Linked DNA regions of Acanthopagrus latus: region 2 is linked to region 1. Evidence: chromatin contacts called from public Hi-C data. All regions are on one chromosome and are shown on one strand. The core of a region is the stretch at or near the end of the contact, and the rest is flanking DNA. Distances in the headings are between cores, read along the strand shown.

Region 1 (7,734 bases), core at 2,238-4,737:
CACACACACACACACACAAATGACAGACCGAGGCCATTCCGAGTATCACCGACAAAAAAAAACTATGATCCGTGTTTGGGTTGCTGTTGTTATCGCGTGCTCATGAGACTTGTCGAAAGTGGGATAAAAGTGCAAATTACACACCTGAGGCGTTTTCCCATCCGGCAGAAGTTCCTGCATGTGTTGTCTTCTTCGTGGGAACACTGACACCGGGGTCCACTGCTGCTGCTGCTGCTGGTTGCCATGGAGCCCACGACCGCGCGCTTCGTCCTGGGAGCGTTGCCCAGTCCGTAGGAGACCACGCGCCTGGAAAGTTAACACAATTCGAATCAAACAAACTGAACTTAACGGTCGGGGGGGAAACGTCTTTCTCACGCTAAAAGTCAGCTCGTTTAACTTATAAATGTACAAGGGAATGTTACCCAGCGCTAACAAGGTATGAAAAACTCTAGTTTATTGTTAGGTAAACTCGCGGGAAGTAATTTAAAAAAAAAAAAAAAGTCGACGGCGTACTCGGAATGTTAGCTTAACGTTACTGTTAGCTAATCATCCGACTAATACGTCTTGTATTTCAACGTCTATCCAATATTTGAGTGAGTAATTAGCCGAATGCTTGTTTTCTGCCGACACTTTAAGTTTGTTGCCAACTTAAAGAAAGGTATTACTTTTCACTGCTGTTTAAACATTTACATAACGGTGACTTACTCAGGTGTGTTGACCCATATGATGTCCAGGTGGCAGAAGTAGACGCACTCCTTGTCCAGGAAAGTGGCGCAGGAGCAGCGTTTGGTCCGCACATGGCGCCCCTGGGTGGTGGTGGAGGCGGTGGTTGTCTCTCCAGAAGGCGCTGCAAGTACTGCAATTAAATACTCATTATTAAAACACTGCATATAAAACATAAAACATTAAATGTCAGGAATGTGCATGAAGCTAAAGTGTTATCTGCGCAGTTGCAGCAAGATTGTGCTCTGCAGCTTTGCAGATAGTATTCCAACTTTAATTAGTAATTCAACTAATTTATAACAAAGTAAAAGTTAATTCATGCTAATACACAGGTAGAATAGATAAATAGAAGCGTTCGGAAAAAGTTACCTGCACACAAAATCCAGGAGTACATCACTGATAAGACGGAAATCAAAACGTGTAAATCCATTTTTCAGGTTCGTCTTAGACAAAAAAAAAAAATAATATCGCTCGGCAAAAGTAACAATAATCCTCCAGAAGTGTAAAATTAAAGATCCAGTGATTCTCTCTTCGGTACAGTGTCTCGCTGGTCGTCCTCAGAGATTGACGCAGGAGCGGTGCAGAGTCTCTGTCAGTGTGGCCCCACATGTTCAGCCCTTTGACTTTATACAGGAGCGTCCCACCTCCCCTCCGCCTCCTCCTGCTGCTGCTGCTCCGCTCTCTGTTGTCCTTTGGCTCGTACCCAGACGATGATGTTTGTTAGCTGATAAGCAGCCGTGCAGGCGGAGTGGAAGACTTTGAGATGCCTTGGCTGTGAGTGAGTGGATGATGGGGGAGACGCCGGGTGATTGAATGCGACCTGTACCACACTTCAGTCGGACTCTGTGGCTGAGCTGCAGTGGCAGTAATGAGACGGCAGGTGGCAGGCAAATGCTGTAGTGGTGAACATTACATAAAGAAGTATGTTATAATGGTGAGAGTATAGGTGTTAAGTGTTACTTAGGTAGAAGTAAAACATATTTTTTTGCAGAAATTGACTCAAATAACATTAAAAATGTAAGAATGTAGAAAAAAAAAAGAAATATACCAAGAACAGAGAACAGGAGAAAGAAAATTCCTTGTTTTAAATCATAAAGGACATCATGAAGGAGAAGGTACGAATTAACATTATTAAAAGCCATTAAGAAACACAGTGAGAGTAGAGTCATAACTTAAACAAAGCACTAGTGTTGTCAGGATACACAAGTTTCTAACTTTGATACAACAATATTCAGTGTAATTTTCAATACCAGAGGAACCAATTGACAAAATATTGAGGGCATTAAACTTTGGATGTTTATTAAAAGACTAATATAACAAGATATCACTTTTCTTGGTAGAAAGATGGTAGTCAACAATAAATAACATCACAAGGTGTTGTTCTGTTGCATCCGGTACATCTGTTATTTTTGATTACTGTTCTTCAACATGCTTATATTGACTCTGATTCTGTTTTTTTCTTTTCTCTTGACCACTACATTGTGGTGTGGAGTACAAACATAAAACAAGAGCATAATAGACTCCCAAGTTCGAAGCAGGTTATTTAAAGCGAATCAAAAGATTTCTGAGAAATGCTCCCAGTTTACATACAACCTCTGGTTCATCTGCAATTACAATATAAGTTTAAACATAGACGGATGATAAACAAAGTATTTTGACAAATATATCATTGTTTTATCAACCACACGTGTGTATTTACGCAGTTATCATCACATGAAGTACAACATCTTTTATTCCCTTTCTTCTTTCCTCTTCAATTCACAATATACCACTTTTGCAAAACTGAAGTGTGGTAATTACTAAAAAGAATTGAATAAAATGTATGCTAAAAAAAACAAAAGAAATATCCAACTTAATTAGCAATGAAAGTATTTTTAGTTAGCAGCAATGTTGTCACATAGTGAAGTTTGAACTTTGAGAGCCAGCCTGCTTTGTATACAGACAATGAGGCTGCCAGGTAGGAGGAGAGTTTGCCCTTTGCATGGTCTGGACTGGAGCAGTGAGTTGGAATAAAACTCAGAGTTTAATACTCCTCATTCACTTCTCTGTCCCTCAGAATACAGTATTATAGGGTTATAGTGGACACTACATCCAACATTACATAACCAGCACAGGCATTATAATCTATATTCATTTTTTGAGCATGATTCCTGCTGGATGTTAAACAGTTCAACTGGTAATTATAAGTATAATGTAAGTATAATATAAGCAACGTGGCGTACTATACAGATGTTTACATATAAATCAACATTTAGAGTATTTGAGATAATCTGTCATCCTATAATGTTGTCTCACATCATCCCTTTGCAGTAATTATAACGTCCTGTTTGCCCCTTTGCTCCACAAATGCTGCATGTTATTAATTTATAAATGAAAGTACAAACAAGCTCCAAAGTGGCTATTGATCTCATGCTTTCCTTCCACTAGTTGTAATAAACTGTGGAAACCGAGGAGTGCTTCATTTCCCTAAATCACATCAGCAGTGGAAAACTGACCTTGCTTATGTGTTCACGCATGCTCCGAGTGGAAATGTCTTCGGTAAAGTTTCCTGACATACTGCACCTCTGAGGCCTTCAATCACAGGCTGGTGCTGTGACTTTCCACTGGTCAGGGGAACAGCTTGTGCTCATGACAGAATCAGACAAAATCAAGTAGCATCAGATGCAGCTTTATAAAGTTTAGGTTAAAATGTGGATACTTTAGTTTAGGGACGTTGATAGAGATTTCTTTTGCTGATCAGATGCTTCACTTCATCATCCTGCTTTTTGTTTTCATAGCACTTGCAGATAATGACCTCTAGGTGTCTCTGTTTGCTTTACTATAGCTTCCCCGTACAGATTTCATTCAGCTCTGGGGTAGAGGAGGGGGTACTGCGATGGAGTCTGTTCTGTAGATGGATGAGTCACCTTCTGAATGGGGTGGAAGAAGGAGGTTATCACTGTAAAGCCTCTTGAGATGAGAGAGAAGTCTCCCTCATTGAGGCTAGATTGCTATGTTTGGTCACGGTCCTCTGGGAGCTCATTACCCTGACTCCTCCTGTACAGTAGGTGTAAAATAAACCAAATATAGTCATAATAAGTATAAAGTCATATTAATAAAGTACCACTTTTTTGATCGGCAACTAGAGGTTTTTAATTCAGAGGTTCAGAGGTATTATTGTGATAATTAGAGGATCCCGAGGCTGTCTCCTGAGGAATCAATCTCACTGATGTATTCTGCACAAAAGATCACCCTTACTGGTTACATTATTCTGCCGTCGTATCAAACAAACCAGCGATATTGAAATTCCTCCCTCTGTTGAGCTTCATAGAAACATTGTCAAGCAGAACAGTACTGCTGAAATGTGTTGAGAAAATTACACAACCTGGTATTTATGTAAGAGCCCAACCAATTTATCAGTTGGCTGACAATATGGGCTGACATTGGCCTACCACAGATATATTTATATCTGCATATTTGTTGCTTGATATGCGCTGAAGTCTTGTTTTTTAGAGATTGTATTACAGAAAAAGACATCTGGGATTCCCAATAAGTTCACCGTTTCAGTTAAAGACGCACAATATGGATTTTTTTCAGCTGATACAGATAAGATAAACAGTAATATGCATGTTTGTGTTTTAAAGAAGCTCTGGGCATGTAGTTTAGGCACACCTGAAGGTAAGAAAGGCTGAGATGTAGTGTGCAAAGATGGAGAATTTTATATTCCATAGCTTAAATAAGATTTGTTGTCCTAAAAGTATTTTCTTGAAAAAATGTCCACCTGCGGTATCGAATTGCACAGATGGTGCATTTGTTAAGTCAGTAAGATATAAGTTAAGCAATCTGGCTTCATATTATTGACTCCATTTATTGGCTAGAAAAAACATAGATATAAGTATTTCATCAATGCCAATAAAATTCATGTATATATATATATATATATATATATATATATATATATATATATATATATATATATATATATATAAATTTCATGAATTTCAAAAATATATAATATATACATGAATTTTAAAAATCCAGGATTTCACTCCAAAATTAGTTTTAATTTGGTGTCATTGAATGACACCAACTATCCAACTATTATATATATATATATATATATATATATATATATATATATATATATATATATATATATATATATATATATATATATATATATATAAATAGTTGGATTAGTTTTCTGTTTGATGATTCATTTTCTGTGAATCAAATAAACACATACCAAACTAAATCAATTTCACACCGCAGTCCCACATTTAACACTCACCGTCCTTATGATAGTTGGAATATAGTTGCAGTCTAACTTTCTGCTGCATAACTGACAAATCACAGTGATACCACTTTAATGTTTGTAAACAAATTTTTACTGATACAGTTAAGAATATTGATACAGCAATGTAAAGCTACCATAATGCACATACCTATGGACTTATGAATCATAATGGGCACTAGATGGATTATAATAAATAGTTGAACACAACATCTGTACACAGAAACATTGCCCAATAATCCATAGAAATGTACATATACCAGTACAACATTTATAATTCCATAAATTTACGAATGACAAATCCTCCAAAATAAAACTGATATCCTCCATTGTTATGCCTCTCTTTACTTTTATTTTTTTCTGAAATAAACACAAGCAACTACTGAATGTATAAGGAATTATGTACAGGTTCCTAAACAAGAAACTCCATAAAGGCACAATTGTCTATACAACATGTACAAAAAAAAAAAGAAATTGTCTGGAGCTGACAAAAAAGTAAAAATAAAATGATTGGTCATCATTATAATTATCATATGATTGCACATACAATATGAATGTCAGCATCTGTGCTTTGAAAGGTGATTTGCAAAGAAACAAACCCCTGAAAAGTGTTTTCAGTCTTACAAAGTGACAAGAATTACAAAAAGAGAACAAGAAGAGCTTTCAACTTGGGGTCTTCAGGTGGCAATGACCAGTCTGTCTTCATCATCACTGGATACCTCATTATCGTCATCAATTACTTTCTGCCAGCTGGTCACTGGTGGTGCTCTATGTGGTGCAGGATCACTTGCTCCCTCGACTGATGACTCCTTAGCACCGTCTACTCGGCCCTCAGGAGCTGGTGATTGATGCTGCTGTGGGGATTTCTCCCTCTCTTCCCTCTCAACAGTCTGTGTGAACTCAGCTCTGCTGCTACCTCCAGGGCTTGCCCTGCTGCCTGAGGTCACTTCTGGAGAGCTGCTGACCTTCAGTGGGGTGGGCGATGAAGCAGTCATGCAACTCTGTGAAGAACCGGGCCCGTGTTCACTTTGAGACGGCTGTGCTCCTGGAGCTTCAGGACTGCCCCGCCTCTCTGATGACCCAGGCAGAGGACTGAGGGTGGAGAGAGGGCTGAGAGAAGGAATGATGGCAGGCAGGGCAATGTTAACTATCTGCAGGCCTGGGACATGTGTCTGGGGGCCAGTGCTGCTTTGCGAGGTGGGGTTGGCAGTTAAAACCTGCAACCCGAGGGTGGCATTGAGAGTGAGCCCTTGCTGGTTTAATAAATGGGTGGATGCTAGGCCTGTGTTGGTCAGCCCCATTAGGTTAAGTGTCTCCAGGCCGACCTGCTGTATCGTTTGAGCCTGCAGGCCAGCAACCTGCCCTAGAGGGAAGCAGGGCAGGACATTGCTGATTGGTTCCTGGACCACAAGTGGCTGGGCTTGTAAGCCCTCTGGTTGGGGTGAAGAGTTTGGAGCTGGTAAAGGGCTTGTGTTTCTGTGAATGACGCTCACTGCTGGGATGGTGAGCTGGACAGGCCCAGCCTGGATTGGTACAAAGGTGGAATAAGCTGCCAGGCCAGCAGGCACCAGCTGGATCCCTCCAACTGGGACCATGCTGTAAGAGGAGCGAGAAGGCTGCTGGGAGTGCAGGGGCAGGTGACTGAACAGGTGGGTCTGGGTCTCTGTTCCTAGTGTTTGGGATAGACCCTGTGGGGGAAAGTGCGTGGGGCCTTGAGAAACATAGGAGGAAGTCTGAGTGCTCCGGTCCACTGGTATTCCCGATTCACTGGTTACCACAGCAGGGAGGGCAGGGGAGGTATCCTGTGAAGAGAGAACAATTCAGTATTAAGTCATATATTATAATATTACCTTTTCGTTGAATACTGTAAGATCCTTTTTGTAACCAGAAACACAAGCCTCGCTGAAGGAGAAGTTTCACTCTGAAATCTCGCATGAGATGAGTTGTTGCAAGGAGACAATGGTAGAAACTTGAGTCAGGGAGAAGTTTTGAGCTTAGCTACAGGAAGTGCCAACAAGATGGCTGAATATTTAACTGATTTTGACCATCTAGATGAAGTCTGTGTTGTGATTCAACAGCCATGATTAATTAAAGGCTTTTTAACTCATTACCCTCTTGAGTGCAAGAAGTCTCACTCAAATCTGTCTTGATCAGTTGTCGCCTTATCTACATTAACAAAATCAGTTAAATACTCAGCCATCTTGCTGCCAGTTCCTCTCTCATACTCTGTCTTAAACTTCTGCTGTTGTCTTTTAGTGGATAAACCTTTGATGCTCAGAGTTACCCCAAAGAATTACATTGCAGTCATTGCAGCTGAGGCAAGCTACTGAACCAATTCCAAAAATGTTGGTAAGTATGAATTATTTACACACCTTAATATGTAAATAACGGGCTCAGGCTTAAACATACTGGATTTTCCCTTTTAAATGTAGCACATTCTTAGAAGATGAAATGGTGTTTGGATCAATCTACAAAAGCGAATCAAGACTATGAACACTATTCACCTTTTCAGTGCATTCACAGGAGCTTTGTGGAAGTGCCTCGCATGCAGGATTGAAAGTAAGGGTATGGATAGGAAAGACAGGAGGCAGGCAGGGAGGGGTGGAAAGAGATGCAATGAGAATACTTGGGTCTCACCTGGCCTAGCTTGGAGCCCTTGCCTGGCACTGGGGGACTAGGGGGCACATCAAAGTCAGGGTAGTCGATGGACATCTGCCTGCACGGTGACACTGGGCTCA
Region 2 (7,734 bases), core at 2,547-5,046, 200 kb after region 1:
CATATATTAATATGTGGAGGGTGTGTGACATAATTATTTCTATTTTATTGTATTTGTTTTAATCCTTATCGTTATGAATCCAAAATGTTTCCCACTCCCATCAAGCAAATATTTGTTTACTTGTTTACAAGAATTATTTTACCAATAAATCTGTTGATCATGTTTTTGATCATTTACTTTAAGTGGCTATTAAACTCTTCTACAGACACAGTACAGTGGAACATCATCAAATGTTTTAGTTTGTCTGACTTACATTCTGAAAACCCAAAGAAAATGTTCTGACTGCATCTCCAAAAGGTTGATACATGGTTCTTTCCATGTGCGCGTAAAGAACAAGTTAGCAAATGATGTATTTTGTATGTTGTATAATGCTTGTAATTTATATCCTACATATAATGGAACGGTGAGCCACCAATCATTTATTTTTCTTCACAAACAAACAGTGCTCGACATACGTATGGCATTATTTATTTGAAGCTGGTGCTCCACTGAAGAAGAAGGAAGGAAAAATAAAAGCTGATAAAAAGGTGCAAGAGTTACATGAGTTTTACCTGGAGGGAGAATATTATCACATAAATATCGACTAGGCCCTGGTCAGCTTTGATTTGCTCTGTAATGGTAACCGAGCTACTTGTCAGCCATACAAAAGGAGGTCGCGGTACAAACAGTGGATGCCATCTCGACAGGCACTGGTACAGACAAGAGGCACAGGGAACGGGAGACGGTTCAGACGCTCCTCCAGATCAGCTAATAACACACGGAGCTGCTTCTGAACACCAACAGTCCTCGACACCTTCTCCTCACTCTTCAAGTATAAATCTATAGTTAAAAAAAACAAAAGGGTGAAGGAGAAGTTGCAAGAAGAAAAAGGTCACATTGATATTTTGTTTGTTTTTTTACACAACTGGAATGAAGCCGTGTCATTCGTTATCTGCCCGGGAGGCTCTGGGGGCATTTTCTTCTTCTACTGGATGGTCGTCTGTAATACAAAGAGTATACTGTGCAGGAAACATCAACATGACAGCGTGAACGATCCTTTCATTGCACTTTTTTAAGGAACATACAAGTCAGCTGTACAAGTCGTCTGTTTTTCAGTTTTTATCTTGAAATGATGTCGACGAGGTCATTTTTAACATTTATCCTCCACCTCAGTTCAACGCGGGACTCACTTCAGTTAAAAACACAAGACTGTAACACGTGTGAGAGGATTAAAACATCTGTGTGTGTGTGTGTGTGTGTGTGATGGAGCAGCGTCGCACTCCACAGCAGGTGGCAGGAAGCAGCCTCAGACTCAGTACACATGACTGTACATAATTAAAACATATGAACAGATGACATACAGAAATGGACATCAATGTACATAAATGGCTTTTCCCTTTGAAACCAGGAGATCTGCCTGGTCAGTTTAAAGTGTCCTGATGAAGAGGAGGGCTGACTGAGCGTCCTTGTGTAGTGTAGAGAAGAAGGTCAGTGGGAAACATTTCTGATGAGCGGTCACTGTGAGCAGAGCGTTGGGTGCACAGTGGCTGTCTGGGTGATTTTCTATGAAGTGCTCTCCGGAGAGGCGACTCTTTGGCGTGCCGTCCTGGGCCGATTTCGCGTCGGGGCGCTAGCTGTGCGCTCGCTCTTCGTTTCGGACGGCTGCGTTTCGGCCTGCGGGGTGCTGGCGTCCCCGACGAGTTCACGCAGGAACTTGAATTTGGACAGGAAGAGCTGCCACACTACATACCAACCTGAGGGAGGAAAGAAGAGAAAGTAGATGTTTACAGGAATGATAAATCATCAGTCTGATTACATTAAGGTAAGTATGAGGGTCAGTTAACAACTTAATGCCAACACTTGTCTGACTGATAAAATATTTTCTAGCCACTACACAATAAAAAACCCTTTCAACCCAATCCAAACATGGATGGTAGACAGAACTGACAGAACCTTACACAATCTGTATGATGTGAAACAACATTTGAGTATTTAAATTAGGGGTTAGGGCCAATAAAATTTATTAGAAATTAGGGAGACTGATAACGGATATTTAGGGCCAATAATGATTTGCAGTAAAAACGAAATTCTTTGTATCAAAATTCAAGCGACTACTGATCAGATCAAACATATTTTTTTTTATCAGAAGACAAAAGATCTTCATTTTCAAGAGTCTTCATTTTCTTGACTGAATAAACATAATAAACAAACTGACCTTAAAGGACGACATAATTTCATACTGTTTAACTTTGTTTATATGTGGCGGACCCTGCCACCTTTTCTAGCTTCAAACAGAGTTCTGGAGAACTTATTTTCCTCTCAGAACAGCTTGTTTATCCACTTATGGAAAAAAAAGAAATATTTTTTGTATTATTATCCAATAAATATTTTGAGTTTGAATTTCTTCAGTGAAACTACATAGTGCCCCTTTAAATTTATGCAAATTCCATTTAAAACTGAATATCTTATGTGTTTGGAAAGACAGAACAAGCTATTTAAATACATCCCTTCTGACTTTGATAAGATAATATAAGCTTAGGAAGAACTCTATTGATCCAGAAGGACAATCGCTTTAAAACCGTGAAAGAGTAAAAGCTGACATCAGGAGCAAATATAATAAAAAGTAAAAAATATATAGATTAGAAACTACACTAGGAAAAACAGTATATAAACAGTATATGATGAGTACAACAACATGTATTATCACTACTTTCTGACACTGTATAGACCAAGTGATTAATCAATCCATCTAGATAACATTTCATCGGCACTGACTGTTCCAGTCCTGCTCTGACATTACATACACCTGCTTCTCTGGCTCAGGTGTGCCCAGGTTAGACTCCCAGTGTGTGGTCAGAGGAGGAGGGTGTCTGGACTGAACAACACCTGCAGATCTGAGGATCAGATAAGGAGCAGCCATGTTTGTGTTCGGACATCTGCCAGACTCCTCCTCTGTGACTGGTAAATATAGAAACTGCTCACTGTAATCGAAACTTGCCGGTCAGAGACATTCAGTACACTCTGACCCGCCTTACAAAGCAACTTTATGAAAAGGAATAGCTGGACATTTTTAGGCTGAACTGCTGAGCTACTCCCACAGGAGCGCTGAGTTTTAAGCAAGTAAACATAACAGCATCTTTGTTAGCTAGCAGTTTAATAAAGTGACATCGGCCTTGTTGATTCACAATCCGATGATAACAGCTACAGCAGCCACACAAAGACTTAATCGGTCACTGAGTTATGTAAGTGTATGAAGGTTATTCCCTGTAAACTCACCAAACAGCATGAAGAGCAGCGCACAGACCAGTGTGGCCACAATGACCAGCAGTGTGAGTCCGACACTCTGCCACATCTTTTAGCCGGACACCTGATAGCACCAACAGCATATGTGGGGGGGGAAAAAAGATGTGGTGTAGTTTTTTGTCGTTTTTTTTTTTCTGCTTCCCTCCCCACACAACAGGTAGCTAGCTGGGTTAGCCGCCTGGCAGCTGCGTTATATAGCCGGCCGAGACGACAGAGAGGAAAACAAACAGCAGCACATTGCAAACTCACACCAGCTTGTCTGCTAGCGTGCGGCTAGCTAGCTAATTAGTTAGCTAGCTGGCTGGCTGACAGACGCGGTCGTTTCACACGCCGACAGAGGACCGTGACATTAGCTGACGTTGGCCGGTCACAGCGGGGTAAAGTCCGTCTTCTGTCCGCTACATAACTGCAGCATGTATCGGCGAGCTGTCACAGGCGAGGCAGAGCTGCTGTAGCTCACTACAGTAACTGGGTTAAGACAACAAAATCAACGTCATGAGACTCATACCGCGCATGCGCAAGGTCCGTTTGACTTCTGGGTAATGAAGTTTTTCGGCATCATCGTTCTCATTTTTGTATTTCTTCTGTAATTTCTATAAAAAGCTTTCCAGAGACATAGAGATACACTAAATTTTTAAAACTTATCGTGATATTTTGCTCATGTTTTTTCATTTTTCTTTGAGTATGATGATTTCTGTCTTTATGAATAAACAAACTGGCCATACTTTGCCCAAGTTATTTATTTTATTTTATTTTTGACATGTTTCAGCATTTAACTTCAATTGACTACAATACTGTAATGATACCTATAAAGGACTCTATAAAAAAAATCCATGAGACTGCTGCTTCTTGAGTCCTAATAAGGACCAAAAAAAAGTCGATCACGTCACTCCAGAAGAGATTTCAAAATCCTGCTGCTGTTTTGTAAAGCACTGAATGATTCTGCTACCATCCAGTCCACTCAGGTCGTCAGGTGCAGGTCTGCTTTAACTCCCTATAGACAGAACTAAGCATGGAGAAACAGCGTTTGCGCTACATATCTGGAATAAACCCCCAGAAAACCGCAGGTCTGCTCCAACTATCACCTCTTTTAAATCAAGGCTGAAGACCCACTGCCTTTTATCGAATTTCAAGGCTCTGATCCATATCTTGAACTGTACTCTAACTCTTAGAGTGGTGTTAATATAAGCGGATAAAAGGAAAAACACATGTTCAGAAAAATAAATGTTTACCCCAAACATGGAGAAACAGCAGTTAAAATAATGACAATGATTAAGTTCAACTTTATAGAAGAATATCTTTGAATGTTGTTGGGAATCGTTAAAAAGTTTTACAGTTAACTTCACACAGTTCTTCACTAGAACTGAACCTAGAACGCTCAAAAGCCCTGTTGCATTTAGTCCAGCAGGAGGAGTCATTACCACACATCTGTAATCTGGTGAACTGCTTATTTTTCCAAGTGCTGGGAACTCTGTTTTGTGGGTGTAGCTGATGTTTTCCAGTATTCTGACACTGCGCGGCACACAGCAACTGGAGACTTTCCACAAAATTGTCAGATCACGTTTTTTCTTCGCGTCAGACTGTGTAAGGTTACACAAGAAGCAGCATTTAACAAGTTCTAAAAGAGGATGTGGGCGTCAAATGTGTGGCCGCGACTTCTTTATGTTGCCTTTCACACTGCTGAGGCATCACAGGACGCGACCTCTGACCTTTAGTGATTTCACGACTCTATCACATGATGTAGCACGAGATGTTAACACAAACCGTAAAGGTTCAAGTCATCCTGTCATGTGTGACATTTACTCAAGTGCAGTGCTTTAGTATAACTTTAATGCAGCTTACTATCTCTTTACTCTATACTTTGTTGTATTTTGTATTCAACAGTTTATTTGATTGAACAGGATTGGTCATATTGCAGTTTCTGATACAAAAATGTCACCAGACTGTCCATCGACATGAGGCTGAGTAGATAACGGCGGAATTCTCATCTTTGGGTGAACTGTTCCTTTAAGGGGCGGCCGTGGTTCAGGAGGTTGAGCTGTCGCCCAATATTTGGAAGGTTGTTGTTTCGTTTCCAGGCCCCTGCAGTCTACATGTCGAAGCCTGGGCAAGATACTGAATCCCAAATTGCTGCCGGTGGTTCTTGCATGGTATCCTCTGTCACCTGTGTGTGTGTGTGTGTGTGTGTGTGTGTGTGTGTGTGTGTGTGAATGGGTGACTTGTGTTGTAAAGCGCTCTTAGTGGTTGTAAAGATGGGAAAGGCTCTTTACAAGCACGGTCCATTTACCATTTGCAAATAGATACTCAAAATGTCCTCAGCAGAAAAAAACTAATAAAAACCTCTAATTCAGGCATGTCCACACTATTCCACAAAGGGCCGACGTGGCTGCAGGTTTTCTTTTCAACCAAGCAGCAGCACATCAGACCTGACTCATTTCATCAACTGGTCTCAGTCTTCAGAAAGTTGATTGGTCAAACTGTGTGCTCTTGACTGGTTGGATCAAAAACCGGCAGCCACACAGCCCTTTGTGGAATAGTTTGGACATGCCTGCTCTAATCAACAAAATGAAAGGAGAATTTCATACCTCACTTTATTCAATGATTAGATTTCTGCTCTGGCAAATTCATGCAAATTGGTGTATTTTTAATTCAGAATGCATGAATTTAAACACATTTTCAGAAAACTTGTAATGGAAAAAATAACTGTCTCAATGTAAGTAATCAACTGGGGAAGATTCATGGTTATATCTGTTAATTTAAACATTTTACATTATTCACCTGCAGTTTCCCCCCCCCCTTAAAGAAGAACTATGAATGCAACAACTTGTATTTCCATACTGTTGTACTTCCTCCATCACTGCTGACATCTAAGAACGGCACAGCATGTCCTGACTGGAATGCATTTGCAGTCAAGTGTACCCTTGCTTGTATGCTAACCTCAGAATTTGCATATTATGTTAAGGTGCACACAGAGTGTGAGTCATGCTTCAAGAAGGTACACGTGTAGAGAACAGTGAGTCCAGCCAAAGTAGGCCAGTCCAGCCCCGAGGACTGTGTAGTGAGGGTTGTTGTGAGGGTTTTTCACCTGAAAGATTAATACTGTCACGTTTTTGATTTTGAAAGCGGTTATAGTCAGCATTTTAAGGACAGAGTGATGCGTGATCTGAGCTTCATGGTGCATTATACAGAGTTCGAGCTCAATGTTTAGCTTTTTTTGTGTGTGAAAAATGTGCTAAAAACCTATTTTACACTTGAAACTTGTACGAGAAATAGTGCTGATTTAGCAGCTTAAGCATCCCAATTGCAAAAACTAAATGTACGTTGCTGCAAACCACAAATGCTGAAGCCTTATATCTCTTTATGTTGCATCTTCATGTTTGTGACAATGCTGTTCTCATGATCTTATTAGGTTTAGGCACAAAAAACATGTGGTTAGAGTTGGAAAAAATCTCATGTTGTAGATTAAAAAAACTCTCTTTGTCACCACAAACACAGTTGGAGATGTCCAGACTTCAGTTTGTAAACTTGTAATGTGACACTTTTCGTAGAAGCGTGGTCAGAGGACTGGGCTGTAGGGAATACTGTGAGGTGGAGGAGACTAAAAACGGAGCAAAAAGTGAGAGACAACTGGACTTAGATTGATCAGGGGGACTCTAACACAACGCCAAATTAATGATAATTTTGCCTGGTAACTGTTGGATGTGTAAATAAGCAGCTGCTTTCAAATTTTTTGGTATGTCAGTGTTGTCATTACAACTTTGAGGCTAACAAGTGGCCAAAGCAAACATACACACAGGTGTAAAAACAAAGAAAGCTTTAATTAAAAGTGATAAAGATCTCTACGATGCAACAAGATGTTGCATAAGTTCAACAAAACCCTCAATCAGATTAGAAACTCGTGGTTTAGAGTCACTTCTTTCATATTGTTTTCCTTTCCAGGAACGTCACCTGTTCCTGCCAACGTGGGACAACCAACTGCTTTGTTTTATTGTGGATGGAAAGACTTGGTATCAGTTTATTGCGGGAACAACTTCATAGCTGTTAGCTGCAGATACATTTCATGATCATCAGCAGGGAGATGAGAGTTGCATGTAAACACTTATCAGTGGGTTTATTTTATGATATTTATGTCACATTTCAAGCCTATCTGCATTAAATATTCAATCTCATCTATTTCTATTACCCGTTGTTATGTGACCCTGTAGAAAGACACATGAGTATTATCAGCGGGACTTCATCACTTCAGACAATCATTGTAAATCACTGTCAAAAAATATTACGACTGTTTTATGACCTCACAACAGTGTGGTTAAGGGTTTTTATGGCTGTGGCACAGAATCAACTTGGAGAGACACAACTAAAGAGTTATACTTTAATTACTAACCCTGGCAACATTTATTACAAAATTCCACCAGACCAGTGTCTGCGCCTGTTTACAGTCTCTGCACAAAG

What was found. Hi-C and Micro-C count contacts between places; a contact is called where the count stands out from the background.
Region 2: a contact with region 1 is called in a Hi-C map of muscle, with 2.8 times the contacts expected there. The contact joins the promoter of smim13 here to the promoter of edn1 in region 1. A contact is called at or near these places in 2 of 4 Hi-C or Micro-C datasets (both in muscle).

What each region holds. Positions count from the first base shown.
Region 1 is chr3:5,798,609-5,806,342 of fAcaLat1.1, forward strand. edn1 (endothelin-1) reads right to left here and starts at 3,488. Exons shown (of 5, transcript XM_037093475.1): 1 at 1,093-3,488; 2 at 706-856; 3 at 145-306. The coding sequence starts at 1,153. The region is part of intron 2 of LOC119017067 (a long non-coding RNA gene); the gene reads left to right. It overlaps hivep1 (zinc finger protein 40), which reads right to left. Exons shown (of 9, transcript XM_037093473.1): 8 at 7,634-7,734; 9 at 5,674-6,798. The coding sequence ends at 5,674.
Region 2 is chr3:5,998,929-6,006,662 of fAcaLat1.1, forward strand. It overlaps smim13 (small integral membrane protein 13), which reads right to left and starts at 3,797. Exons shown (of 3, transcript XM_037092520.1): 1 at 3,532-3,797; 2 at 3,256-3,346; 3 at 399-1,733. The coding sequence starts at 3,331. The coding sequence ends at 1,543.